Regions from separate parts of the Mus musculus genome. Here regions 2, 3 and 4 are each linked to region 1. The links are chromatin contacts, called in public HiChIP or PLAC-seq and promoter capture Hi-C maps. All regions are on one chromosome and are shown on one strand. The core of a region is the stretch at or near the end of the contact, and the rest is flanking DNA. Distances in the headings are between cores, read along the strand shown. Region 1 holds the start of Zfp207 (zinc finger protein 207). Region 2 holds the start of Tmem98 (transmembrane protein 98). Region 3 holds the start of Crlf3 (cytokine receptor-like factor 3). Region 4 overlaps Myo1d (myosin ID).

Region 1 (6,896 bases), core at 3,042-5,541:
AAAGCTCTTGCTTTGTAGCAACAGAACAAGTGAAAAGAAACCTAGAATTCTGAAGGCCCAGGGTTAGACTGTCAGCATAGTGCTACAGGTGCATAGAAACATCAAAGTGTACTATATTTACTTCCTACATTCCTTTCATTCATTCAGATTAACTAACTTACTACTGCCATTTCTTTCATTTAGTATAGGAAAAAAAAATCACAAAAAACAAAGATCATTGAATTTTGCTATTCCTTGGAAATTATTTACTTCCTTTTCAGATCTCTTCTCATCTGACAGCTTCCTAGTCTTATTAGTTGTCTTGTTTTCATTTTCTCTATCATTTATGATGAGACAGACCACTTTGTTATTTTCTTTCACAATATAAATCTGTGAGTTCAAGGTCAGTTTAGTATACAAAATGAGTTGCAGGACATCCAGGGCTACAGAGAGAAACCCTGTCTCAAAAAAACAAAGTCAGATTCCTAGTCCTCCCACAAACTCCAAGTGAACATGCACAAACAATAAACTAATGAGGCTGGAGATAGTTCAGAGATTAAGGACGAACAGGCTTTGGCTTGCAGCACCCACAACTGATAGCTCACCACTATCTGTAACTCCAGGTCAAGGGGGACGACACCCTCTTCTGCCTTCTAAAGCCAACTGTGTACTAATGAGCACATAACAATTAATTGTAAGTTAACATAAAAAGATGCATCTAAATGGCTACTACAATAATACAAAGGAGAAAAGGGGTAGTACTAAAGATCAAATTCAGGGCCTTAAAGATGCTAGGCAAAAGATCTACCATTAAACTACAAAGTCCAGCCTTTATATAAACTATGACATCAGGATGCAAAAATACAAATTTTGAAGTTTTCATTATTTCATTATGAAAAAACTCAAGAGAAGCTGAAGAACTCAGAAGTTAGAGGCACTCCTGATCTTCCAGATGACTTGAGTTTAATTTCTGCCACCCAAATAAGAGCTCACAGCTGCCTGAAAATTCAGCTCCAAAGAACACCTCCCAGCCTCATGTACTCAAACTATGCGTCCAAATCCACACACACAAAAAAAAAAAAAAAAAAAACGGGGGCACCAGCAAGCAAGCAATTTGGACATTGAACACAACAATACTTCCAAATAGGGTGTGTTCTTGTATACTCATCACACAAAAAACTGAATACACTTATGAGGCAGAGGAAAGAGTATCTTTGTGAATTTGAGGGTAGCCGAATCTACATAACAACATTCTAGGTCAGTCAGCTAGAATAAATACTAAGTAAGAACTGTCTCAAAATTAACAGTCAAGTCCACTTATCTTCTTAATGGCCACAGAACAGACGTGAATTCTAGGTAGGTACTCCTGTGCCAAAGCTTGTGCTTATCAATTGGGTTCTATCCCTACCACCTACCAAAAAAAGAGAATAGAACACATACCTGAGTTTTAAGTAGATTTGGCTATTTACCCAATATATAAACAACCAAAGACAAATTCAATATTATTCATGTGGTTACAAATCACAATGGGACAAGGTCAAAACAGAAGAGAAATTCTTACCTGCATGCAATGAATTGCTAAACCAGGTCCTGTGTATAATTTCTTATGACAAATATGGCATTTAAAATGCTTTGCTTTTTGGTGCTGTATAAGGATCTTCTCATCATCAAAATCTCTGTTACAATACCTGGTCATCATTAAGGTTAAAAAACTGCACAAAATTGCCCTCCTGCCAACTAAAGGAAACAAAAGTAATTACATAGTGAGATTCTGCCTCAATATAAATAATATAACAAATGCCTTTCATCTCATCTAACAGGAAATGTTAAAATGACTCCAAGGTTAAGAGCATTTGCTGCTCTTTCAGAATACCCAGATTCTTTTCCCACATCTATAAGGCAGCTCACAACCAGAATGACAGTTCCCGGTGATTCTAATGCTCTTCTGTCCTCCTAGAGCACTAGGTATACAGCATACCTATGTAGGCAAAACACCACACACACACACACACACACACACACACTTCTAATAAAAAAGGAGGGAACTTAATATAAATTCAGTTTTAAAGCTGGGCAATTGTGGCGCATGCCTTTAATCCCAGCACTTGAGAGGCAGAGGCAGGTGGATTTCTGAGTTCAAGGCCAGCCTGGTCTACAGAGTGAGTTCCAGGACAGCCAGGGTTACAGAGAAACCCTGTCTCGAAAAATCAAAAAAACAAAAAACAATTCAGTTTTAGTATTTATATTTGGAAATTACATTAATCATGTACCTCCCGGTCTGAGAACGTAGCTCCATTGTTAGGGTACTTGTCTAGCATGCAATGGGCTGGTCAACTTCCAGCAGTTTGGATGCTGGGTGTAGGGCACACCTACAAAGCCCCAGCACAAGTGGAGGCAGGAGAAACATGCATTTACAGATTTTCGGGGCTATGGTAGTGCATGCCTTTAATCCCAGCACTCAGGAGGCAAAACCAGGCAAATATGAATGAGGCCACCTTGATCTACAGAGTAAGTTCCAGGGCAGTCAGGCTACATGGATGAACCAAGAGTTCAAGTTTTGTGATCCAGCATAGCATGAAGCCCTGCCACAAAGAACACACACACACCCCAAATTTTGACCTTTAAATTATTTCAACATTTACAAATGTACATGCTAAGAGTGTCAGCTAGACAGTAGTGCCTTTAATCGCAGCACTTGGGAGCCAGAAACAAGTGGAACTCTTAAATTTCAGGCCAGGCTAGCCTACAGAGCAAGTTCCAGGACAGACTGAGACACACTGAGAAAACCTGTCTTAAAGAACAAAAACAAATAAAAGGAGTTCCATGAAGGAGAAAGGGTTAACCAAAATCAAGTGAGCCAGGACCAGTGGCACACTGCAGGCAATCTGTGGCAGGAATGACTACATCTGAACTAGATAAACTTGGTATGCAGTCTAAGATCATAAGCCCAAATAAAAATCTTTTAGCCTGGCATACCCCATGCCTTTGATTTCAACACTCCACATGCAAAGGCAGATATTTATTCTGAGTGCCAGGTCAGACAGCAAGACTAACTCAAAATATTTCTTTTCAAAAGAAAAGGCAACTTCAAACTGGGCAGTGGTGATCCATGCCTTCAATCCCAGCACTGGGGAAGCAGAGACAGGCGGAGGCCAGCCTGGTGGACAGAGCAATTTCCAGACAACCAGACCCCCAATCCCAAATAAAAAGACAGAGGGGGGGGGGAGGCAATTTCACAATTCATTAAATATACAATAGAGTTGAAACTGGGAATTCATAATCCATTATACAACTCATGACAAAGGGCACATTCAACTAAGAATCCATAAAATTTCTTCCAGTTTCATTATTAATCTATGCATTCAGGAAATGTAAATTCGCATATACTAAGAGTTCTGACCTCGCAAGACTTTTTCTGTGAGTGCATTAAATAATTCGTGACGGATTTTTAGCTACTTAACTATTTTAAAAACAAATTTGTCTTGAGACAAATAGTTTTCTTGTAATAGATTAAAAAAAATCAGTTTAGCGTAATACGTTATCCACAAAAAAAAAAAAAAAAAAAAAAGAGAGAAAATTGTTTTCCTTCTTAACAGTTTAACCAGTCCTACAAAATTGGGTAACGATAATAGAAACTCCACCCAGTTAAGCAACCGCTTCCCCAAGATTAAGGCGCCCGAAAGAGAGGCGGAAGCCGATTCTTCACCGCGAGGGGGGGGGGGCTAGTCACAGTTCAATTATCCAGGGAGTCAGGACATTTACCCCAAACTCAAGTCCCTTTGTGGGGTCTTCAACGAAACAACGGAGACAGGAGTTCTTAGGGACGACTGCACTTGGGGAACGTCTCCAGGCCCAATGATCGCGACAAACAAGCGCCTGAGTCACCGAGTTCAGCGCCACCAAACTCCGGAGCCCTCTCGCCCGAAGAACCCCATTTTACAAGAAACCACCCCAAATCCTAACCCAGCCACAGCACAAAGGCTCGGCTGGGCCCGGCCGGGCCCTACCAAACAGGCTTAACCCAAACCTATCAGACTTGTGTTCTCAAGAAGCGACACCCACGCTCGGCCTCCACGTCAACCCCACAAAGGATACCAGCACCACGGCTTGAGCTGCTTCTTCTTCTTGCGACCCATAACTGCGCCCTACAGAACAGGCAGAATAGAGGCGGAAAGAAGCTGGAAAAAACAAAAAACAAAAAACCCAAGAGACTCGCAGAGTTCTCCACACCAACCGCCACCAGCGCGTCCCGCAGGAAACAGACACAAAATGGCCGACACCCTCGTTCTATCTCCACCTCCCATCAGCCACCGCGGTGAGAGCTGTGCGGGTCACGTGACGCAGGCTTCGGCCCTGAGTGGCTGAGCGGGCGCTGCCGCCATCTTAATGGGGTTAAGTGGTGGTGGCGCTCCCGGGCTGAGGACGCTGATCCTTTAGAGCTTGGGTCATCCAGTACGTCGGCTATCCCGTATGCAAATTGAAGGGAGGAAAAGATTAGGAGTATAATTAAGGATAGATTACAAATAAATAAAGATAATTGGGACATGGTCAATTTGGGTTTTGTTTTGTTTTGTTTTTTGCTGTTGTGTGTTTTGCTTTTATTTTTTGAGATGGGTCTCTTCATAGCCCTGCTGATAGAGGAAATGACCAAGCTGGCCTCAAACTCAAAGATGCGCCTGCTTCTGCCTGCCAGCGACTGTTTGGGATTAAAGGCACACGCCCGGATTGCGACCTGGTCAATTTTTAAATCTTGTTTCAGTTGCCTTTCGGGAGTGGGGCGTATATGGTCAAGGAAGAGTTACCGTTTTTTTTTTCAGTGAACCACAGTCTAGGAAGCAGTATGGGTGAGATCAGCAGTAGCGATAAGGGAAATGTGAAGTGCTTCAGAATCGCAAAAAGGCAATCCTTAAGCGGCTTCGGAGAACATAGGAATGTTTAGAAAGATGAAAGAAGATGCAGTGGGAGAAAGCTTAAGTTATCTTATTACCTGGGTCTTGTGTCTGTTGTCCCAGCACTCAGAAGGCCAAGACAGAAAATGCTATGAGGCTAAGACTTAGAGGCTAGCCTGGAGAACAAAGCCTGATCTTGTCTTTGAATAAAAAAAAAAAAATTTTTTTTTTAAAATGCAGTGAGCCAAGCATGGATGGTGCATGCCTTTAATCCCAGCACTCAAAAGGCTGAGGCTGGTGGATCTGAATGTATAGCCAGGTTCCTGCCTACATAGAACATTCAGGGTTATGTAGAGAAACCTTGTATCGAAGTTTTAATTACTGATAAAATGCAGTGTTTGAGGATTTGAACTTAAAAGTAACAAGACAGGAAAAGTGTTGCTGGCAAAAGATAATCCTGGAAAATGTGGCAAGGAAGAGTGTAAGAGAATTGGATATTGTATATGCTGAAGTCTCTTGAAACCACAGAAAGGTTCGCAAACAAAAAATGTTGGTGGAACATGCCTGCAATCAGGGAATTCCAGGAGGCTGAGGCTGGAGTTAAAGGTCTAACCTCAGTTACATAGTGAATTAAATAATGCCTGGGATACATGAAACTTCATTTAAAAGTAAGATTGAGGGGCCTGGAGAGATGGCTCAGCTGTTAAGAGCACTGAAACTCACTCTGTAGACCAGGCTAGCCTCAAAAGCAGAAATCCGCCTGCCTCTGCCTCCCAAGTGCTAGGATTAAAGTCATGGACCACCACTGCCTGGCTTAATTACTCCTTTTTTTAACTTTTACAATTTTCTAATACTGCCGCCCAAAGTCTTAGGTTGCCTTTCAATTCTGTCTGAATTCTGTCTTCGGGACAACCTATACTGTGTTTGCACAGATCTATGAGAATCTGATGTTTCTGAGTTCATACGGTTGCTAGGACACTACCCTGTTTTCATGAGATGAACCCCATAAGTGGAATCAATAGGACTCTACAAGCTTGTGCTTTAAAAATGTAGAGTCACAGCCTTGCCTTTAATCCCAACACTGGGAGGCAGAGGCTGGCAGATCTCCAGCCTGGCCTACAGAGGGTTCCAGGACAGCTAAGGCTACACAGAGAAACCCTGTCTTATCAAACAAACAAACAATAAACAAATCAGTAAAAGAGAGAAAGAAAGAAAAAAAAAAGAAGTAAAATCAGGGAATATATCCATGAAACATTTCATGAGTTGTGTTTTTATATTTTCTCAACAAACCCAGGATATTGGGGTCATTTTTAACCTGTTAATATAGATCAGATAGTTAAGGGGCTGGATCTGTATGGGTCTGGAGCTTAGTAGGTAGAATGTTTGCCCAGCATGCACAAAGCTTTGGGTCAACCCTAGGCATTCCATGGAAGCACAGCCTATAATCCCAGAACTCAGAGAAGTAGGCTCCAAAAGGTGATGTCTGACCTCTGTGTCATTTAGTGTGTACATTCCATGCTTAGACCCTACACAATAATGTGAAATTTAAAGATTTATTATTAGTAGTTATAGGTGTATGTGTGTGTCTCTGTGCGTTGGGTGTGTATAACAGGGCCCCAAACCTTAACACAACTGCCTCCATGATGGAACTACCATTTAGGATAGCACTCAGCACTTAGACAGCACTGCCAAAATGGCCTGATTCATCAAAGTTCATAGATATGGGAAATTCTCTAAATGGACTAACGTTGCTTTTTTTCTCTCTTATAGTTCTGTTTCTGGCTAACTGCTCTTGTTAACTAGAGTACGTCAAAGCAGGACAAGATTATTGGGCTAAAAGCTCACCTTGGGAAGTGCTCAGAACTACACTAGGATCCTGAATGTGCACAGTACTTTCTGACTAGCTAACCAAGACTTTCTCTTGGCCTAAACCCACGTCTGAGCAGTCTTCTTGGTATAGATGTCCAAGGAGACCATGAACCTCTGATCTCTCTGGAACTGGAGTTAACAGGGAGCTGTAAATCTCAT
Region 2 (6,896 bases), core at 3,225-5,724, 430 kb before region 1:
ACACTGGCTTTGGTACAGTTCTATCTCCTGTCATTTTGACATCTTCAAGGCCTGGCCCCACACCCTGTATATAGCACCCTGATATAAGTGTGTGTCAGTAAACAAGAAGATAAAAGGATTATGAAAAGAAGTGGTACACACTTCACAAAGAACTGTCCTGTTAAACAGACAGCCCCTGTTGAGACACTGAAAGCAAAGGCTGCCTGGAGCTAACTCAAAATCCTTGGGCAGTCCAAGAATGACCCAACCTCACGGGGGCGGGGGGTGCTTTATAATGATGTCTGCCACACATCTTACTGCCTGGGTCTTCAAGACTACAAAGTGAAAGGAACAGGACAAGAACAAACATGGCCATGCCTCATGCTGACATTCCTCATGACGGGGGAAGGGGAAGAGCTCTGGGTGTCCAGTGGAGTGTTCTGTGAAGGAACCCAGAAGTCCCTTTGCCATCCCAGAGGACTAGAAAGCGAAAGCTTCCTGTGGCCTTACGAGGCATCTTCGATCCAGTCCTCATTCTCCAGGATGGCCTCGATGTGGGGGTTGGTGATGACGACATCATCCAGCTCCAGCTCGGAGGGTTCAGACTGCGTCTCCATAGCACCAATGAGGTCCACGATGGGCCTGGAAGGGAGAGCCACCGTTAAGAGTTTCACGATGAGTGACTCCGACTGAACCTCTTCTCACCGCAGCCACTGCTATAATTTAGATCTTGAAGGCCCCCAAAGGCCTGTGAGTTAACGGCTTGTTCCCTTGGATGGCAATATTAGGAGATGGATCCTTGAAGAGGTACAGCCTAGTGGGAAGGCTTTAAGTCCGGACCCTAAAGGGGACTGTGAGACACTAGCTCTCTCCTTTGTCTCTTTTTCTGCGATGCTGACCATGAACCGGGCAGTTTGTTTCTCCATGAACTCCTATCTGGCAGCGCCATCAGATCTCTAGACGCAGAAAGTCCACCTGATCATGGCCCAGAATCTCTAAGCCCATGAACCTTTTCTCTTTACAGTAAGTTATCTTATGGATTCTGTTATAGTGACAGAGGTAGAGGACAGAATGCTTGCCCTGGGTACAGATCTAACTGTAATGTGCCCACAGCACAAGACAAGGGCACACAGCTAAACACTGGGTCAGGAAGGCAGACCAACACGCAAATGAAGCAAAACAAGCTGAACTGCTGGAGAGGGGCAGAGTCAGCGCGATTCCAAAGATGCCAGAGTGTGGGGTGGGGGTTGGCACAGCCTGTAATCCCAGCCCCTGGGAGGCAGAGCCGGGAAGATCTCAATGTGAGTTCGAGGCCAGCCTGGTCTAGAGAACAAGTTCTAGGACAGCCAAGGCTATACACAGAGACACAATCTTGGAAAAAAACAGAACAAATGCTCTTCTTTTCTTCTCCCTTCAAACCTGTGTGAGTATGGAAAGACATACTGTTCACCCAGGCCTACCTATGCTCTATAACGTGTGTACAGCATCACCCCTCTGAGAAACACTATGTCCACCTTCACAGCAGGGTTCAGTAGAACCCAAGCTACAGAAACATTCTTTGCAAAGCATAGCCTTCCAGGGACATATAAATGGGCATTCACAAGAGATGCTGACAGAGTTAAGGTAAACACCAGAAACCTAAGTTTGGTTGCTAACACCCCTTATGGATCTCTCTGCTCAAAATCCCTACACTGGTCTTACTTAACAAAATCAATTTCACACAACAACGCATGATGAAGAAGAAATCTGTGCAAGGAGACAGGCACCCCTGTGCTGGGGCTGCATGATCTGGAACACCTGCTGCTTAGGTGTGTGGCTAAGTGTCAGATGTCCGTTCCCAGGGTTTTGGCTGGTAAGGGCTTTGGCTAATCCCTCTGCCAAATGAGGCAGCTAGCATCGCAAAGTCAGGGCTTTCGTGTCAGGTGCACACGTTCAGTGACTTCTCCATGACCTAATGAACAGAGAAAGAGGTGCCTCGGGATGCTGGGATGCTTAAGGAATGTTCTTACGCTCTGGAGTCTTTATAGTATGAAGTGTGGCCTGCAGGAACCGCTTAAGAGAGAATAAGTTGGGCAGAAGCGGCCAGCTCCAAATTCCTTCTGTCCCTCGGGCTTCCTGTTGTCAGCCCCCCAGCTCCCTGCCCCACCCCCACCCCATCACAGTCTACTCACTTGGAATCATAACGCTGTAGTAGGTCTCGAGGCCGGCAGTAACGCTGCCTACAGACCACCACCAAAGCAGCAAATGAGGCCAGGAAAATGGTGGCCAGCACACCTATGGCGACGATCACCACAGTCTCCATGCTTCCAGGGGCTCCCAGCCTCAGTCCACTCACATCCTCTGAGCAGGTGGAAGCTGTGGGGAACATAAAGTCAAGCAGACCTGGTAAAGATACGGCAGGTGTGGGGAGGGGCGGCCGGGTCTTACCTGCTGCAAATGGCCAATGGGGATGGAAAGGGTAGCAAGGCTCCCTCACATCCCCCTGCAAACCCAAGGGCATCTTAGACCACGCCCGAATTTCCCTTCTCTATTATGGTAAGTGGTTATTTTCCAGTTAGAATGAGCTAAGTTTTGAAGCTTAGGACACATTTGCACCTGCCTTGATGACTTCATGCTGTAAGTCATGTAAGTGAAATAATGCCAGGACAGAAGAAGGTTGTACTCAGGAGCTAGCTCCTCTGTGTCAGATACTCCGGGTGGAGCCTAGCAAGGATCGTATGGGGCATCTCTATGTTATGGTGAAGAAACTGAGTTTCCAGGAGGTTAAAGAATTCGTCCAGGTCTACATAGCTGGCCATCAGAAAGCCATTGGTCCAAAGTGAAGAGTCACCTTCCTTTTCCTTTCTAAGGAAGAGTGAGAACCCTGGGATGGGTTGTGACCGACCGACACTTTGAGAGTTGAAAACTTAGAAGCAGAGTGGAGTATTCCTTGTGCAGCACCATCTGGCAGCTTCTCTCACACCAACAGTCAGGTATGGCTTAACAAGATGCTTTTCCGTTCTGAGAAATGCACTGTCAGGTATTGTGGTCATTGTCAAACACCCAGACCGAACTTAGACAAACTAAGACCAGCTAGGACATCATCACACGATGCAATCCTTTGGGACCACCATCCTGAACGTGAGCCATTACTTCCTGCAGCGTGACGCAGCCTATCAAGCTGTGTTAAACTCAGGCCAGAGCCTCTCAGAGAAGTGGTCTTCACAGCATCCTTTCAGGGCAGACCTCCCATAGGCATACCTTTGAAAAAGTTTCCTCCCCTCCCTGGGTTTAGTTTCTTTACCTACAGAAAGGAGTGCTATGCCTCAGCAGTCTGTAGGACCCCAGGCTGGCTCGCCACAGTACTTAGTCTATGTGTGATGTTTATGTCTCCCAGAATTCAAACTCTCTTGATGGTCACTCGGGGAGCACAGATTGACCATCTGCTTACAGCAAACACTGAATTCTGAAGACTAGAGACAGAAGACACAGATCCCCCTCCCCCATGACAATGAACTGGTGGGGAAGAAGGATGCAGCTGTGTAGGTGGGCTATGTGCAGGCTTGGGTAATAAAGAGACTGCAATTTGCATGGCACTTTCTAGAAAAGCCTCCTTCGCAAACCTGGGGATAATTGAGCTGAATTTTGAGGAACGGGTAAACAGGGTGGGGACTTTACTGGCTTAAGTTGCCAAGGAAGCCTCCTCAGCAGTCTGCAAACGCTGCTCTCTCACAGAGTTTTTTGGTTTTTATTTTGTTTTGTTTTGTTTTGTTTTGATCTTATACTCTGTTGGGAAAGCAGGAAGGGGAGGGAACAGGTTTGCCTTAGTTTCTCTAGACACTCTGTGCTGTCCTTCTCTGTCTAGCAATGTTAACCGTTTTCTTTCCTCCTTATTTTTATGTCTTCCTCTCTAGATGTTTTCCTCCAATGTATCCCTTCTCCAGGCTCCCCACATATTCCCTTCCACGCCCCTATTTCTCCAAGCTCCACCACCATCCCGCAAGAGAGTGCCGCTTTCCTCTTCTCTCTTTTTCAGTACTTTCTTTGAGGTCTTTGCTTTCTTGAACTTTCCCTCAGCCGCCTTCTGCGATCCCTCGGTGTGGGCGTTCCTTTGTGCGCTTTTCTTTCTTTGTGTGTTCTCTGTATCTCCGTGACTTTTCCTCTCTCCCTGCATCTCTCTTTCTCGTTCCATCTCCCTCTTAGCTTTCCCCTCCATTTGATTTTAAACCCATCAAGATCCAACTCTCTCCCTTCTTTGGCCCGCCTGCCGCCCCCAGGGAAGGCTGGTACGCGCGCTCAACTTTGGTCCCCAACTTGCGCGCTGCTCCGTTTCCGCAGGGCAGAACAAAGCAGTGTCCCAGCAGCCCACAGAGAGCCTTCCCGCCACCCGCCACCCGCCACCCGCCCCGCGTGCTCACCCACCTCAATTGCAGCTCCGGGGTACGCCGGCTCCCCGCGATCCCCCCCCAAGGCCAAGTCCGAGTGCTGCCCGCAGCGGCCAGCAGCAGGGCATGCCGGGAGGGCGGGCGGGCCGACGACCCAGATCCACCCCCGGCGGGGCGGCCCAGCCAGCGCACCCAAATCCCCCGCTGCCAGGCGCCGCCGTCCCCGCCAGGCCCCTGGCCGCCTGGGGATTGGCGTCCCGGGAGGCCAGGGCAGCTGGGAGACAGTCACTGACGATCGGAGGACCCCTCCACGTGCACCCACGGAAGCCAGGGCAGGATGCATCCACACCCACTGCCCTCCAGCTGGACAGCCTGGGGTGGGGGGTAGGAGCTCCCACAGTTTACACAGTGCTGGGTCGCTGCCCTAGCTGCTGTGTGCAGATTGATTGTAAGGACTCAATAGCTGTGAGCGATTTGACCTCACTTCTCTGTGCCTTGCCGCCCTCCTCTGTAATGACCCTGGAAACTGGTGTCAGGGTCAGTGACACACTGCACACATTTTGGGGCAAGAGCCTGGCCCAGGGCTAAAAGTGAACCAGTAGCCTAACTTAAAGAGTCTTGCTAAACACTGCCTAGCCAGGACCCTGGCAGGCAGTCGTGCGTTCTAAAAATCCTACTGCAGAGAGAACATACCTCACGGGTCAGGACGCAGTCCAGGCTGTTGACAGTCACCAATAGGCTGCTTTCGGGCCTAAAGATGCCAGCTGATAGCAGCAGTTTAGGATTCCAGGCCCCCCCTCCCCCCCCCCCCCCCCCCCCGCAAAGGCTTACGGAGCAGACTATTCTGGGTAAGGATCCCAAAGTCTATAAAGACCATGTTTTACAATGAGAAGTGAGTGGGCTTTGGATGGTTAGTTATATCCTGATCTGCCCTGAGGAAAAGGCAGAGCCTGCATAGGCCGAGTAAAACGTGGGTGGCCTGTCCAGATCTAAAACAACCCCACTTGCAAGGACCTAAGATGACAAGAACCAAAGGATGCAGGTGATTTCTCCATCAACTCGATGCAGTATCTGCAAACCAGAGCCTATAGTCTCCTCCAGACCCCAGTCTTTTTGTTTAGTTTGGTGTGTTTGTTTGTGCTCCTTTTTTGCCCTGCTAGAGGTTGGATGCAGGACTTCTTGCATGTGATACAAGTGTTCTACCCAATGCAAGGGATGTCACCTCCAGACAAGCAGTCCTAGGTTGTATAAGGAAGCAGGTTGAGCATCCCATGAGGAGCAAGCCAGTAAGCTACACTCCTCTGAGGTCTGTGCTTCAGTTCCTGCCTCCAGGTTCCTGCTGAGTTCCTTCCCTGACTTCCTTTCAGGACTGAAGCCTGTAAGGTGAGATGAATCCTTTGTTCCTCAAGTTGCTTTTGGCAATGGTATTCACAGCAATAGAAACCTACCGAGTGCAAGAGGACACTGAATGTCAACATCCAGTCTTCGTATGCACCGCACAGCCTAGTGGTAGAGTGAACCCAACATGCACAAGCCATGTTTGATCCCCAGCACTTGGGAGGGGGAGGAGGAGGGGTAGGGGGAAGGAGGAGGGGGAGGAGGACCTTTGCTTCCAATTCTTGGCGTCCTATCTGGAAGAGAAGGCTGGGGAGTGGTTTTATCACCCTCTGAAGTGCTTTCATGCAGACCTTTGGAGCTCTGTGCCTATCAGTGAGGGAAAGGTCACAGCACAGCAGCAAATATCAGAAAAAGGCACTAGGGGCAGTGTCTTCATATCCTGGAGAGTCTCCTAGATGAACTGTTTCTGTTTGCCTTGGTGGCTGGATGACAGATGGGCTTAAGCTGGGAAGTTCAACTATGTGACCTCCGTGGCCAGCTCTGAGGTTTTATGACTACACAAGAGATGTAACACAAATGAACATTTTCCGAAAGAGAAACCAAACATACAAGCAGCCACCCAGAGCAGATGATGTGAGTTCCCCCGATGAACCACATGCTACCCACCCGCTAAGCAGAGAAGGGGGTCCTGGATACTGCATACCTTTCCCAGCCCGCTGTCACCCACTATTCCAGAACTTCTGCCATTCCAACCCCCACTGAAGCATCTCTAGTGCCATCAGAGAAGACTGTCTGGCATTCAGTATCCCCCCACCCTCTCCCCCTGCAAGTTACAGAACCCAGTGCCGTGTCCCCCGTGGAAATGGAAACCTATGGAAGACATCAGTGCCCAAATAATGACCAGGAGAGTAAGGATCCCTGTTAGGAAGTGATCAGGCTTCTCTGCACACCATAGACCTGGAGGATTCTGACCATCCCCTTTAACCTTGTACTCTGATCCCAAGTGCTGTGAAGGCCCTGAACATTCAGCCTTCACAGTGGGAGTTGAAGCGGAGGCAGTATCCTGGAAGTCTCACCAAAATTCAAATACCCCCCAAATATGGCCACACTTCATCAAGAATGAACATCAAACCATGTAGCAGGCATCTCCAAATCCAGAGATGAGGCCCATAACTAGAGAAGAGAAGCGGGTTAGATGCTGACGAGGGTGAGGAA
Region 3 (6,896 bases), core at 2,392-4,891, 300 kb after region 1:
AAAGTAGGAAGGAAGAACGGAAGGAAGGAAAGGAGGGAGGGAGGGAGGAAGGAAGGAAGGAAGGAAGGAAGGAAAGAAGGAAGGAAGGAAGGAAGGAAGGAAGGAAGGAAGGGAAGGAAATAAAACAATGTTGGCCAGATTTGGCATCTCACACCTGCAACCTCAAGAGGCAGTGGCAGGAAGATTGCCTCAAGTTCAGGACCAGCCTGGTCTGCATATTAAGTTCCAGGTCAGCCAAGGCTACAAGGCTTAGAAACAAAAATCCCAAACAGTTAAGTAGCCCTGGTTTTTACCAAGTTTATTGCCAACGCCCTACTATTCTCTTGGACTGTTTGACTAAATGTTCCCTTCTTTCTAACTGTCAGATCTCACTAATGGTCACCATCCTAATTCAAGCCTCTTTTATCATTATCATAATTATATTAATGCCATAGGTATTTTCTTATTTACCTTTTTCTTCATCATTCACATATATATACATACACATACACACACACACACACACACACACACACACACACACATATATATATATATATTCATTTTACTGAATAAACATTTTTGAGGATTAAGCATATGCCAAGCTCTTCATTATCTTAAGCTATATAAGGTGGATCCATGGCCTGCTTATCATTTCTTTCCCTAAGATATTGGTTTATAAATGACAGTGCACATGCCTCCCCCATGCCCTTCTGTGTTTGTATTTGCAGGGGCTAGACACTGAACCTAGAGCCTTGGACATACTAGGTGTGGTGGTTTGAATAAGAATGGCCCCCATAGGCTCAGATATTTCAGGGTTTACTTTCTAGTTTGTGGACTATTTGGGAAGGATTAGGAGGTGTGGCCTTGTTAGAGGAGGTGCGTCACAAAGGGGAGGGCTTTGTAATTTCAAAAGCTCACTCCAGGCCCAGTCTCACTCTCTGCCTGCAATTTATGGACCAGATATGAGTTCTCAGCAACTGTCCCAGTGCTATGCCAGCCTCCCTGTTGCCACAGTTCCCTGCCATGATGATCATGGACTAACCCTCTGAAAGTATAAGGAGGCCCTCAGTTAAATGCTTTCTTTTATAAGAGTTGCCTTAGTCGTGATGTCTCTATGGCAATAGAACAGTAGTTAAGACACTAAGCAAACACTCTACCTCTGAGCTACATTAGTAGCATAACTCTTGGCTGTTTGAAATATGATCTTAGTGGGTAGTTCAGACTGGCCTAGCATGCTATATATGTAGCCCAGGCTGGCCTCAATGGAGCCTGCTACTTCAGCAGTGTTCTGAGTGCTGGCATCACAGGCTTATGTCAACATGCCTGGCTAAGGTAGTGCTTATCCTGCACTCTGAGGCCCTTGCTCCCCCCCCCCCCCAAGATTCTCTCTGTAGACCAGGCTGGCCTTGAACCTGAGAAATCCACTTGCCTCTGCCTCCTGAGTGATGGGATCAAGGACATGTACCCTTACTGCCTGGCTGGCCCTTGATCATTAAAACATGATTTTTTTTTCTTAAAGATTTATTTATTTTATTTTTGTGAGTACACTGTTGCTGTTTTTCAGACACACCAGAAGAGGGAATCAGATCCCATTACAGATGGTTGTGAGCCACCATATGGTTGCTGGGAATTGAACTCAGGACCTCTGGAAGAGCAGTCAGTGCTCTTAACCGCTGAGCCATTTCTCCAGCCCCAAAACATGATTTTTATTTTATTTTATGAGTGTTTTGCCTGCATGTATGTATGTGCACTATGTGTATGCCTGGTACTCTCAAAAGCCAGAAAAGACGGTCAGATTCCCCATGACTGGAATCAGAGACAGTCCTGAGTTACCATGTCAGTGCTGGGAATCTAACCTGGCTCCCCAGGAGGAACAATCAAAGCTCTTAACCACTGAGGCATCTCTGTAGTTCCTTCCAAACTTTACCTGCAAATATAGTATTCTGTTCTATCTTTTCAGCAACTCTTGTCCATATATTTATTAGACTCTCCTCCTACTCCTATCCTTAAGTTTGTCTTTCCTACTTTGTCCTACTGTTTTCTACTCGCATGGTTAATGCCTTAATTCATTTAGCAGATACCAACTATTTACTAAGTATTAGGCTATGTTATCTTTAGGATAAAAACAGCTCTTCTGGCCACTCTCTCCATTTTTCTTTCAAAAGGGCTTCCTTCTATTTTCTTTACTTTCTTATTTTATTTATTCATTTTTTGTTTGTTTGTTTGTTTGAAGATTACGGTTTCTCTGTGTAGCCCTGGCCATTGTGGAACTCAGTCTTTAGGCCTCAAACTCAAAAGATTTACCTGTCACTGGCTGGGACTAAAGGGGTTTGTCACCACTGCCCAGCTGTTTTCCTTATTTTCAAGTATTCTTTTATTTCTTCTTCTCCTCTCTTCCTTCCCCTCCCCACTTTATTTATTTATTTATTTATTTATAGACCAGGCTGGCCTGGAACTCCCCCTCCCTACTTTTGAAAGTGTCTTTTTTTTTTTTCCAGACAGTGTTTTATATCACTCACGTTTCTCCCAGACTCACTACGTAACAACCAGATAACTGTTCTGAGTTCCAGATCTTCCCAAGAGCTGGGAGTAGAGGGTATGCCCCTATGTTTCGCCCATGTGGGAAGAACAGTCTGACCTGGAACATCTTCGATCTGGCCTCTAATACAGATCCATTGCATAATCCTGAGACAATCCTGTACCGTGTCTGATCCTGCTGAGGACAATTTACACACCTTGGGCTTATGGCTCATTTAAGGACTCAAATCCAACCAGTTTTAGTGTGGCTTTTCAGCAGATCACTTTTTACCGTTTTAATAGTTTGGGGGGAAAATTACAAAGACCATGTTGTGACACGTGAAAGTTATTATGCCATATCTAAAATTCTGTATTGAAAGGTTTATTTTTACATCCTTGTTGTCCAATCTGCCTTTTTTGCTCCCCATTCCAAGCAACCCTCCTTCCCCGGCCTCTCTTAGGGCTGAAACACAGGAGCAAGCGGCTCCTCTTGTTTTTACTATACATGGTCACACCCATTTACTTAATACAGCGAAACATACACTTTATCACATGCCAGCAGATATTTATCGGGAGGCCCTTACCGAAGAAAACGTGCCATCATTCGCCTTGGCCTTCTGCCAAGATTGCTGTACAGCTGGTCATCACTTGGGCCTCTCTCTCTCTTTCACCTCCCTCCTAAGAGTATCTAGGTAGTGGCGCCTGGGTCAAGTATCCTCCCAAAATTCCCGCCTCAGCTGGCATTTACTAGGAAGGTAGTACAGCGACGATTTAAGGCCCAGAGCTGTAGCCTCGGCCCTGGAGATCATGCACTGAGTTTAGGAGAGTAGATCCCCCCTCTGTGTCCCTCCACTTCCTCCACTGTGCAGGGCAGATAAGTAGTGCAGTAAGATAAGAAGTGGGAAGCACTTAGAGACGTGTTCACGTGTTTCTACTCTAGCCTCCACTTGTTTCCTGAGGAAGTGTCCAGGCGGGCGCAGCAAAGAGGCCGGAGGAGGAGCTGAGCAGACGGCGCAGCAGGTTTCACTCACTCAGACCAAGGCGCCATTAGTGCCTGTGTCCCCCCCACCCCCACCCCCCGGCGTCTGTCAATCAAGCGGCAGCGGGGGCGGGGCGTGAAGGACAGGGCAGGGCGGGGCGGCGCTTCCGCTGCGCGAGGCCGCTCGGGGTCGCTCGCGGGAGCTAGGCGCAGTCGGGAATCCGGCGGGCCGCGCGACCAGATGAAGGGCGCGATGGAGCCGGAGCCCGAGGTGCTGCTTCAGGAAGCCCGCGAGAACGTGGAGGCGGCGCAGAGCTACCGGCGGGAGCTGGGCCAGCGGCTGCAGGGGCTGCGGGAGGCGCAGAGGCAGGTCGGAGGGCCGCTGCGGGCCTTAGAGGGCGCGGGCCGGAGGGTGGGCGCGCGCGGCGGGGGCGCCCCGAGGCTCAGCAGAGGAAGTGGGTCGCAGACCTGTGGGAGACGTGACATGGGGAGGTGGGTCCTGCAGAGTTCTTCAAGGGAAAGATAAGTTTGGCGGACTGAGAAAGAGTTTGGGGAGCGCTCCTGAGCCGCCTCGCGGGGCACTTGGTGAGCGTAGGGGTGGTGTCCGAGGATGAACCACGGGAGCAAAACCCGAGGGATCGCAGAGTGAAGATCGGAAAAGAGAGTTGGGAGGAAGAGGGCATAGTCAGGGGAAACCTGCGACAGATAACTCGGTTTAGAAAGCCTGAGGGCACTGACCTGGGGACAGTAAAGGTGGAGACGAAGTAGAGGGAGAGGGAAGAAGTAAGGAGAAATGGAGAGGTTGAGCAGCAGTGACCTTAATGCCGAATGAATGGGGACGGGGGGGGGGGGGGGTTGTTATTTGAACATCTCACAAGATCCCGAACGCCTTGAACAACCTTTTAGAGTAATCTCTAGACAGGCTAGAACTGAAGGTGAAGGATGTTGAAGGGCAGAAGGAGCAAAACAAGATGTTTCAGGGAGGGTATACAAAGGTGAAGGGAAATGGAAAAACAGATTTTAAGAGAGGACTGGTAATAGAAGAGGCTAAATACACTTTCAAGTACTGCAGTTATCTCTCCACAAGGAAAGGTCGAACAGAGATAGCGGAAAGCCACATGGCTCCTCTCCACTCTCAAAGGTATACAGAAAAAGATATAAGCCCCTGCTAATGCTAGATAAGATAGATAATCCTCACATTACTATTAAGTGCTTTAGTTAATGCTTTTTGAGGAAATGGAAATTCATTAGAATTTCTCTAGGCCTAGTTTTGTAGGGTACCGTCACACTGGTAACTCCAGTGCTGCTGTGCCGAAGCAGAAAATGGTGAAGTAGTGCTGCGATAATCTTCGAATATTGTCATTGCTAATAATTTAAACCTCTCTAGAGCTGGTGTAGGCCAGGCATCAACAGTTGAGCTAGAACTAGGATCAGAATCCAGATACGACTTATGATTTAAACCTGATTTGGTGAATACTTTCAAGGTCTTCCAATGCAGACATCTGGATTTCCTTTGGAAAGAATCTGCATTATTCCTTCTGCTATTTTGAAATAAATGTTGAAAATCTAGGATTTAAAAAAAAAAGGTTTAAAATACCCTCTTTTATATAGTACTGCTTAGTCTGTGAATTTCATGTATGCATACAGTGTATTTTATCTTAGTCACCTCCCACACCACCCCCTCGAACATTTTTAAATTTTAATTTTTTAATTATTCATTTATTTTTTTTGAAACAGGGTTTCTCTGTGTAGCTCTGACCGTCCTGGAACTTGCTTTGTAGACGAGGCTGGCCTTGAACTCAAATATTTGCTAGCCTCCACCACTCAGGTTTTTTTTTTTCTTTTAAATTTATTTATTTTTTTATATATGAGCACACTGTTGATATCTTCAGACACACCAAAAGAGGGCATCAGATCCCATTACAGATGGTTGTGAGCCACCATGTGGTTGTTGGGAATTGAACTCAAAACCTCTGGAAGAGCAATCAGTGCCCTTAACCACTGAGCCATCTCCTTTTTTTTTAAAACAAACAAACAAACAAGATCTTGCTAAGTAGCCAAGGCTATCCTGGGACTCACCATGTAGCCAACCAAGGCTGGCAACAGCTGGAAATCCTCCAGCCTCAGCCTCTGGAGTACTGGGATAACAGGCATGTTTCCACCATTCTTGGCTAAAGTACCCTGTAATAAATGACTAATGTGTCAGCCAGTTCATATATCTTACACACGAGCATGGCTGTTGTTCAGCTCCCTCAGCAATTAAGAGGCATTAGGGTTGGCACTAGAAGAATGAGGTAAGCACTGGGTGTAGTACTTATTAATGTCTTGTGTGTGTGTTGAGTGCAGTTTTTGAGTGATTCCCACCCTAGATAGTTAGATGTTCATTTGCCAAACCTAGATGTATGATTATGGCTCCGTGATACTTGCCTAATCGATCTACAGCCCTGAAAAGGAAAGTTAAACTTATATTCTTTCATTTTACATTTACTTATTATTTCTTTATCCATTGTGTTGGTGATGGAATCCAGTGCTTTAGACTTACTGGGAAACTGCACTCACTACCTCTTGAACAGTTAAGTTTTGAATCCAATAATTTAAATTCAGAACATACTCTGATAATGAGTTTGGTTCACTGTGGTTTTCATTTGTTTTCTTTTTGAGAGCCCTCGTCTCCTGCTCGACACAGCGCATTCATCACAGTTTAGATTTTTGGTGACGGCGGTACTGCTTATGCTAAGTAATAGTGGTGTCAGTCTCCTCTTCAGCTGGAGTCTGTTTTGTTCCAGTTTCAAGTTACCACAGCTACTTCTAGCCCATTGTGCTTGTTCAGATTTGTAGAATTAGGCCCCTGTCCAGTCGGGTTTAAAGAAAGGTCTGTGCTACAAAAAACGTTATCAAATAAGCAGGAGCCTTTGCGTGGTGGCTAGGATATTCTTAGAGTTCCAGTCATTTGTAGATCGTGAACCACCAGATAGATGGCTTTTGAGTAAAAACGCTGCTTTGGGAAGGGTGAGAAGAGCAAGGAGGAAGGGAGGCTGCACTGGGTATATTTTTTTACCTGCTTTTACTGTTGTTTGTTTTTTTTTTTTACACTTATTTTGAGAGATAGAATCCAAGGCCTTATGCATACCAAGCAAATGCTTTGCCGCTGAGCCACTTCCCCAGCCCATGATGTTTTGTTTTTTTAAATTGAAATCAAATTCACGTCAAGAAATTCATTCAGTGTTTTTTTTTTTTTTTTTTGGTTGTTTTTTGGGTTTTGTTTTTTTTTTTTTTTTTTTTGGTTTTTCGAGACAGGGTTTCTCTGTGTAGCCCTGGCTGTCCTGGAACTCACTTTGTAGACCAGGCTGGCCTTGAACTCAGAAATCCGCCTGCCTCTGCCTCCCATGTGCCACCATGCCCAGCTTTCATTCAGTGT
Region 4 (6,896 bases), core at 1,644-4,143, 290 kb before region 1:
GACCACTAAGGCAGCAGAGCCCAACTCCCAGGCGACAGAAACAGCATGGTGTGTGCCAGCATCATAGCCTCTGTTTGCCTTAGAGCCCCAAACTTCTAAGCACTGTGCTTTCTCTCACCATTATAGAACATTCAAGCGTTCTCTGGAGTAAGAAGGAAACATGAACTCTGCACCATCCACCTCCTCATGCCACGGAGCCTTCCTCACACGTCCAGACTACCTGGATTACTCAGCCATGACAGTCCTTCACCTGTCATTTTCCACATCCCTCTGAGACAAATCATCACAGAAACTGTAACCACAGCTCTGTGACCCCATCCCAAAAATGAATAGCAGTTCCTTTAGTTTCATTTCCTACTTCTTACGTTGCTGTGTTGCTGTTGATGGTGACAGTTTGCTTGATTAGATCCTTATGAGTAGAGTGATTGATTAATTGATTGATTGACTGACTGATTGATGATTGATTGATCGATTGAAAGGTTTCTCACATAGGTCTGCCTCCTGTGCTCCCTCCCTTCTTCCCTCACTCCTTCTCTTCCCATCCCTTTCTTTTTTCCCTTGTAATCTTTTGTTGAAAAGAGTGAGCACTTTTTCTGTAATGAGCATTTTTGTCTGTAAGGTTTCCCAGCCCAGATTTTGCTAATCCAATTCCTGAAGTGTCATTAACACACTTTTGTGTACCTGTGTGTTGTGTGTATTCGTGATGAGATCTAGTGTCTTGACCGGTTTCAGAATTAGATTTTCTTCAGAGCCTATTTTATGGCCTGTACGTGGATGCCTACCAGGAGTTCATAAAAATCTGATTATCCCTCTGATTCATTTGCGTCTAAAAGCAAATAATGCTTTTGGTTTTTAAATTTCTATTTTTCCTTCTGTGTGCATGCATGCCTGTCTGTATGTGCACAGCATGCTTACGGGTTCTATGGAGGCCAGAAGAGGGCACTGGAAACCTTGGAGCTGTAGTTACAGGGATTGTGAGCCACCTGATATGTGTGCTAAGAACTGAATCAGGTATCTCTCTCCACAAGAGCAGTAAGAGCTCTTAAGCACTGCACCATCTCTGGAGCCCCTACAAATCATTTTAACTATTGAGAACTTCATACTCTAGTGAACTCCCATAAAGTTAAAATTCAATTTTCAATTACATTGTTTGCCTGAAGCTTTCTAAGAATATATTGTATACATTGTATGTTTTATATAGACATAGCTGGATTTTAGATTTTAGTTATAAAGCTTGTTATTCAGATTCCATAGTCGTAGGAAGAAAGTTGCTGTTAAAAGTGTTTGCATTTGGAGTGAGGGTATGACACGGGACCTCTGTATCCATAAGTCACCTTGCACATCTCTCCCAGCTCATGGGCATTCAGGTCATCAGAAGCGCCTGACTTTTAAAAGCATCTTTAAGCAGTGCTTAAAGCACCATTAAACTTAAAAACAAGAGTCGTTAGAATCTTCAGCCAACATCAGTGGCTTCTAGGAATACAGTTGAAATTTTAAGGTAATTCTTATACCCGGGACAGAAGACTTTACTTTCATAGTCCTAATATTTGAAATGTTTGCCAGTAACAGATTTCCTTCCTTTTTTTGTATTTTAGGACATTTTTCTAAAGGTGTAAATAACTTTATTCATAACTGAAAATATAGTACTGAACATATAAACATGAAAACACGGGTAATTCTTGCAGTGGGGCTGTCCTGCATTGAACGGTTTAACAGCATCCTGACCTTCACCCACTCAGAACCTGTAACATTCCTCTTACCATGAGAATCAAAACTGTCTGCTTACATTTTATTACATGTCCCCAAAGCAAAGTTAATCTCAATTGAAAGAGTGGGATTGGATGTAGGATGGGGAGGCAGGAAGGACAAAGACAAGAATTAATCACTCTTGCCTTAGTCCAGTCATCACTGATGTTCCCTTCATAGCACAAGAGTGAAGGCATTAGGTCGGAGACCTCCGTTAACATGTGTGCTTGACTGTCTGCCCAGTTGACACTGAGGTGAAGGAAGGGGACACCTATGTGCTTGCTTGTTGAGGTTCCTGTTCTCCTGGGCATTGCTTTCCTGCTTGTCCTGCAGATTGATTACTTCAACAACCAGATCATTGTGGACCTCGTGGAGCAGCAGCACAAAGGCATCATTGCAATCCTGGATGACGCGTGTATGAATGTTGGCAAAGTCACTGACGGAATGTTCCTTGAGGCCCTTAACAGTAAATTGGGCAAACATGGTCATTTTTCCAGCCGAAAGGTAATAAGACCTTCCTCTTATCTTGAGCTATAAGACTTTTGCTTATTGTTTGGCAGGGCAACGTTGCTTTATAATAGGTTAAAAGAATGTACAGTCAAATAAAGGGGAAAGGCCTGATTAATAATGTATCTCTCTGTGAGTTCTGCTTCTCTGATACAGTGGTGAGGTTGACAGAATTATAGTATCCAGGAGAGGGAGCTACAGACTAAGGCATTTGCTAGATGCAGGAAAAATGAACAGGATTCTTTAAAAGCATGATGTCATTTGTAGCCAATAGATGCTGAGTACTTGTCCATGTGCTAGAATTTTATGCCTGCATCTGATAGCTCTGCATAAGAAATTGCTTTTGTCCTTGACTTTCCACCACAGTCCTCAGTGACAAAATATGGAGTGTGTTCTGACTGCATTCTTCAGACCCTGGGACCTGCTTAAAAATGAGAGATTTTAGCTGCAGTCATGGTTGTTATGGAGAAATGCATTCTTTTAGTATATTGAGTAAACTTCCAAGTCTCCATTTTTTACAATCTAAAAATGTCACAAATAAACCACATTTGTACAATAATTGGTAGGAGTTGTGGTTCACAGACTCTTGTGCGAGACCTTATATATGCAGTATGCTCATCAATTGTGTTTGTTTAGAAGTCTGTGTTGGGGAGGGACACCTCGTCATCACCCCAGGCTTCCTCACAAATGCAAGCTTGTTCAGGAACCAGACGCTGCCAGGAAAACATGCCTTGTTCCTTCCCATCTAGAAAGAAATGGGCAGCAGTTTTGTTTCTCTGTAAGTCTGCAGCACATTGCCACTGCTGCATGAATAAATCTACTTCCTAACTCCGTCCCCTTGGAATTATGTAATCTTAATGGAGAACTTCCACCATTAACTATAAATAGGGTGTGAATCATCTGCAAATTGATTATTAACTGACACTTATCTCAGGGCTGTTACTTGTAGCTACAAGCTGGTCTTCAGCTAATGCATTTAGAACCTAGGTCTCTTCAGCCAGTTCCCACTTAGACCCAAACGTCTGATTAAGCACCTCTTGTTTAAGCAGGTCTAGTCCTCAGAGGTGGGCACAAAACTGTACAAAATGGAAAGTAACCCTAGTCTCAGTGAGACATTTAGGGGGTACCTTTATCTAGGCAAATGGCGGACTGTAAGGGAGTTTAGAGATATCATCACAGGTTGTGGAGATTCATCTACTGATGTACCCTCTGGATACTAGACAGTCGGTATTGGTGAAATTATATTGATTTATCATACCAAATGAATCTTTCTTAAATTGTTTATATTTAAATAGATATCTGTAAGTCCCAAAAGTGACACCCCAAATTATTATTCTATCTTTTGCCATTCAGCCATTTATATAGCTGAATTAAGTAAATCAGTCAGGCAAAAAAAATTTTTTTTTCATTTTACTTTATGGGTATGAGCATTTGGCCTGCATGAATGTACACCATGTGCATACAGTCCCCTAAAAGGCCAGGAGTGGGAAGGAGGACTTGAACCCAGTTCCTCTGGAAGTGCTCTTAACCACTGAGCCATCCATCTAATCCTTCAAGTATTTTTGAAATGTAATCTCACTTTCTTTCTTTTTTGAGATGGACTCTAGCTCTGTGTTGCTCAGACTGGCCTCAGACCTCAGGGCTGTACTGAGCCTCAGCCACGCAAGTGTCTAATGCTGGCACTGCATGCCAACACACTAAGCTGTAATCTCTCCTTAAGGCAACTGAACATCTTGTGTTTAAACACTTGCTACTGTTTTGATAGGAAATCCTAATAGTAATAGTAATTGATTGCTTTCTCTTTTATTTATTTATCTCCTTCTTTGTTACTGGTTTTGGTGGAAGTCCCAGTTTCCCAACAGACCAAGTACCTACTTCTTTTTCCTCCTCCCTCAGTATCCCATGGATAAATACTGAAATGAAATATTTAAAGTATATTCTTTGGGGAATTTGTGTATATGTGGTATGTGTCTATGTCTGTATGTAAGCATATATGGAGGTCAGAGGTCAATGTCCTATATCTTCTCTATTGCTCTCCAACTTTTAAAAAATAATTTACATTTATTTATGTGTTTGGGTGTGTGCATGCATATGCATGCCTTGACACACATGTGAAAGTCAGAGGACAACGTGCAGGAGTTCATTCTCTCCACCATGTAACTTCCAAGGATCAAACTCGGGCTCTGTGGCAAGCCTCTTTACCCACTGAGCCATCCCACTAACCTAGTTTATTTTGTGAGACAAGGTCTCTCCCTGAGCCTGGACCTCCCTGATAGAGCTATCAGGTATCCTCCTGTCTCTGCCCTACTAGCACTAGGATTACAGGCATCACTGTACCCAATTATAGTATGTAATTGCTAAGGATCCAAATCAAGTCCTCATGTATATGCTGCAAGCGCTATACCAACTGAGCCATCCCTCATCTTCTGAGGAATTTTACCTAATAAGGAAAGAAATGAAATAGCCAAGCTGTCAAGATGTTTAAATCACCTCATACCTTTTAGTTAAATAATTCCATTGGGTTGTATGTTGAGCCAGGTATCATTTGTTACTGCTAACTGATCAGACAGACTTACTGGCTTATTAAATAAAAGATTGGTGACTTTTATTTGGGGCTAAAAATCTTCCTTTTGATTTAAAAGTAACATGGAGAAGCAGTCACATGATCTAAACAACTATAAAATATTTTAAAATAAAAAGCTAAAACAAGTATATAACAGTACAAGAAAAAGTTAATGGATTTATGTGTGTGTGTGAGAGAGAGAGAGAGAGAGTGTGTGTGTGTGTGTTGAGGACAATCACAGCTTTGTGTTTTATACAAATGTAAGAATGGATCATAATTTGAGTCTTATTCCTTCAGGAATTTTACAAATTAAAGAATATTTCAAAAGGGCGGAGGTGAGGGGAAAGAGTGTAGAGAGAGTGCTCGGCAGTTAAGAGTGCAGACTGGCCTTGTGCAGACCCCAGCACCCATGTCAAGAACCTTACAACTGCCTTAGCTCCAGAGCCAGGACATCCAAGAGCCCCTTCTGGCCTCTGAAGGAACCCACACTCACACTGCATAAACCCCCGTAGACACAATTAAAAATAAAAGTGCAGCTTTGAGAGCTCTGGAGGAGGATATATTTTGGAGACACCTTTACACTAGATGCCTTGGACTCCAGATTTATTTAACTTTCTACCTTCTCAGATAAATAACTATTGAAAGAGAGTAAGCCTCTGACTTCCTATAATTCGTCATTTGTGAACCTCTTAGACACTGTTCCTTTAGCGTCTGAAGCCTGCTAACCGGGACAGGATTCTGTGCTGTAGGGCACTGTCATCTCAGTGGTACCAGTATTGCAGTTCTAAGTGGTACTGTGTAGAATTTTACTTATCTGCTGTCTTGGCTCTACTGTAGCAAAGAAAGTTGGAGGAAGTCATGAAGAAATCCAGTGACATATAAAGCCTGCCATTTACAGAGTAGCCCCTGTCGGTGATAAACTGTATACAGCACTCAACTCTGGGAAGAGCACCTAAGCTGGAGTCCAGCTCAGCAGGCAGATGAACCACGACACTGGATGCACGAACACGTGGCCCTTTCTGTTTCCTGGAGCCTTTCAGGGATACCACTTACTAGCAATTTGATGTAGTGTTATCTGTCTACCTCACTGAGCCTCAACATGTATGTGAGAGAAACACTGTTATGCTCTAAGAGTAGATTATATGGACTGTGATATGTGTGTGCCTCACAGATAGTAAGCCTTCAGTGTGATCCTCCCAAGTGGAACTTGGAAGAGAAAGATCCAAGCATCAGAAGATGATAGCACGGCAATGTCTGTTTCTCAGAAAGCCATACTTCATCCATTGTTTGTCTGCCCCACCTGCTAGGGACCATCCTTTACATCCAACTAAATAAAGGGCATCATTTGCCAACCTCTCACCACACTAGGTATGGGATAACCACAGTTCATATGCATTGTCTAGACCTAGCCATTTGCCCAGATCGACTATTAGAGCAGCCAGCAAATGGGGACTAGCTGTGTTCTGCATGAATCTCTGCCAAAAGCCTGTACCTTGTCAGCCGTGGATTTAAACAAACCCCACAGAATGGGATCTTATTTAGGTATTGTAATTTGTTATGTTTGGTCATATTAAGTTAGAATGCACTTTTAGAAGTTGAAAATGCCTTTTTTCAGATTTATGTCCTTTATCTCATAGACCTGTGCCTCAGACAAAATCCTGGAGTTTGATCGGGACTTTCGAATCCGTCATTATGCGGGTGACGTGGTGTAAGTATCTTACTCTGGTGCCTAGCATGATAATTTGCATGCAGCCTGTCTTCAGGAAATAAGACTAGGAAACTATCAGTCATTTTTCTTTTTATGTGTGTGTGGAGGCGGGAGGAGAGGTCATTTTGTAGATGAGCGAGCGTATTTTAGTCTTTTGGTTTGAGGAAAGTGCCATAGCTTCATTTCTTCCTTGCTTCTCAGACATTTGGTTTGAGTGTATATTGTGTGACAATATGCACTTCCTGGTGTGGTTGGAACTCAGTAAAAATTAACTAGTGTATCACTTGCCTTGGGTCTACAGTAGACACACGGATAAGATGGGTGCTGCCCATAAGAAGCCAGCAGAATAGTGAATACAAGTAGATACATCTA

The links. Promoter capture Hi-C pulls out the DNA fragments that hold promoters and counts their contacts. HiChIP or PLAC-seq counts read pairs in DNA pulled down with a chosen protein or histone mark.
Region 2: a contact with region 1 is called in a promoter capture Hi-C map of pre-B cells. The contact joins the promoter of Tmem98 here to the promoter of Zfp207 in region 1. A contact is called at or near these places in 3 of 39 promoter capture datasets (the 3T3-L1 cell line and pre-B cells), 2 of 115 datasets of contacts at active chromatin or transcription factors (extraembryonic endoderm stem cells and trophoblast stem cells) and 1 of 9 other capture datasets (liver).
Region 3: a contact with region 1 is called in an H3K4me3 HiChIP or PLAC-seq map of the SCID.adh cell line, with 14 read pairs. The contact joins the promoter of Crlf3 here to the promoter of Zfp207 in region 1. A contact is called at or near these places in 2 of 39 promoter capture datasets (the C10 cell line and neural stem cells), 6 of 484 Hi-C or Micro-C datasets (CD4 T cells, CD8 T cells, Th1 cells and 1 more), 15 of 115 datasets of contacts at active chromatin or transcription factors (the 230-238 cell line, the SCID.adh cell line, effector CD8 T cells and 9 more) and 2 of 9 other capture datasets (adipose tissue and liver).
Region 4: a contact with region 1 is called in a promoter capture Hi-C map of hippocampal neurons, with 5 times the contacts expected there. The contact joins the enhancer-like site here to the promoter of Zfp207 in region 1. A contact is called at or near these places in 10 of 39 promoter capture datasets (the C10 cell line, the HPC-7 cell line, cranial neural crest and 6 more), 7 of 484 Hi-C or Micro-C datasets (the N1E-115 cell line, brain, cerebral cortex and 3 more), 6 of 115 datasets of contacts at active chromatin or transcription factors (embryonic basal ganglia, embryonic forebrain, embryonic hindbrain and 3 more) and 3 of 9 other capture datasets (adipose tissue, liver and pancreatic islet).

Annotation. Positions count from the first base shown.
Region 1 is chr11:80,380,674-80,387,569 of GRCm38.p6, reverse strand. Zfp207 (zinc finger protein 207) reads right to left here and starts at 4,291. Exons shown (of 12, transcript NM_001130169.1): 1 at 4,075-4,291; 2 at 1,541-1,667. The coding sequence starts at 4,115.
Region 2 is chr11:80,807,944-80,814,839 of GRCm38.p6, reverse strand. Tmem98 (transmembrane protein 98) reads right to left here and starts at 4,474. Exons shown (of 7, transcript NM_029537.2): 1 at 4,381-4,474; 2 at 2,151-2,334; 3 at 490-621. The coding sequence starts at 2,281. It overlaps Gm31228 (a long non-coding RNA gene), which reads left to right. Exons shown (of 6, transcript XR_001780272.2): 4 at 2,829-2,951; 5 at 5,711-6,896.
Region 3 is chr11:80,077,736-80,084,631 of GRCm38.p6, reverse strand. Crlf3 (cytokine receptor-like factor 3) reads left to right here and starts at 3,641. Exons shown (of 8, transcript NM_018776.2): 1 at 3,641-3,848. The coding sequence starts at 3,720.
Region 4 is chr11:80,666,203-80,673,098 of GRCm38.p6, reverse strand. Myo1d (myosin ID) reads left to right here. Exons shown (of 22, transcript NM_177390.3): 11 at 2,080-2,250; 12 at 6,454-6,524. The region is part of intron 2 of Gm38907 (a long non-coding RNA gene); the gene reads right to left. Among named protein-coding and RNA genes, the nearest start is that of Gm38907, 51 kb to the right of the region's middle. Within about 2 kb of position 2,893, at least 35 of the 459 cell types and tissues checked have an H3K27ac peak or open chromatin away from gene starts, as enhancers often do. A contact at or near this core is called in brain, cerebral cortex, cortical neurons and 2 more, where this site is marked.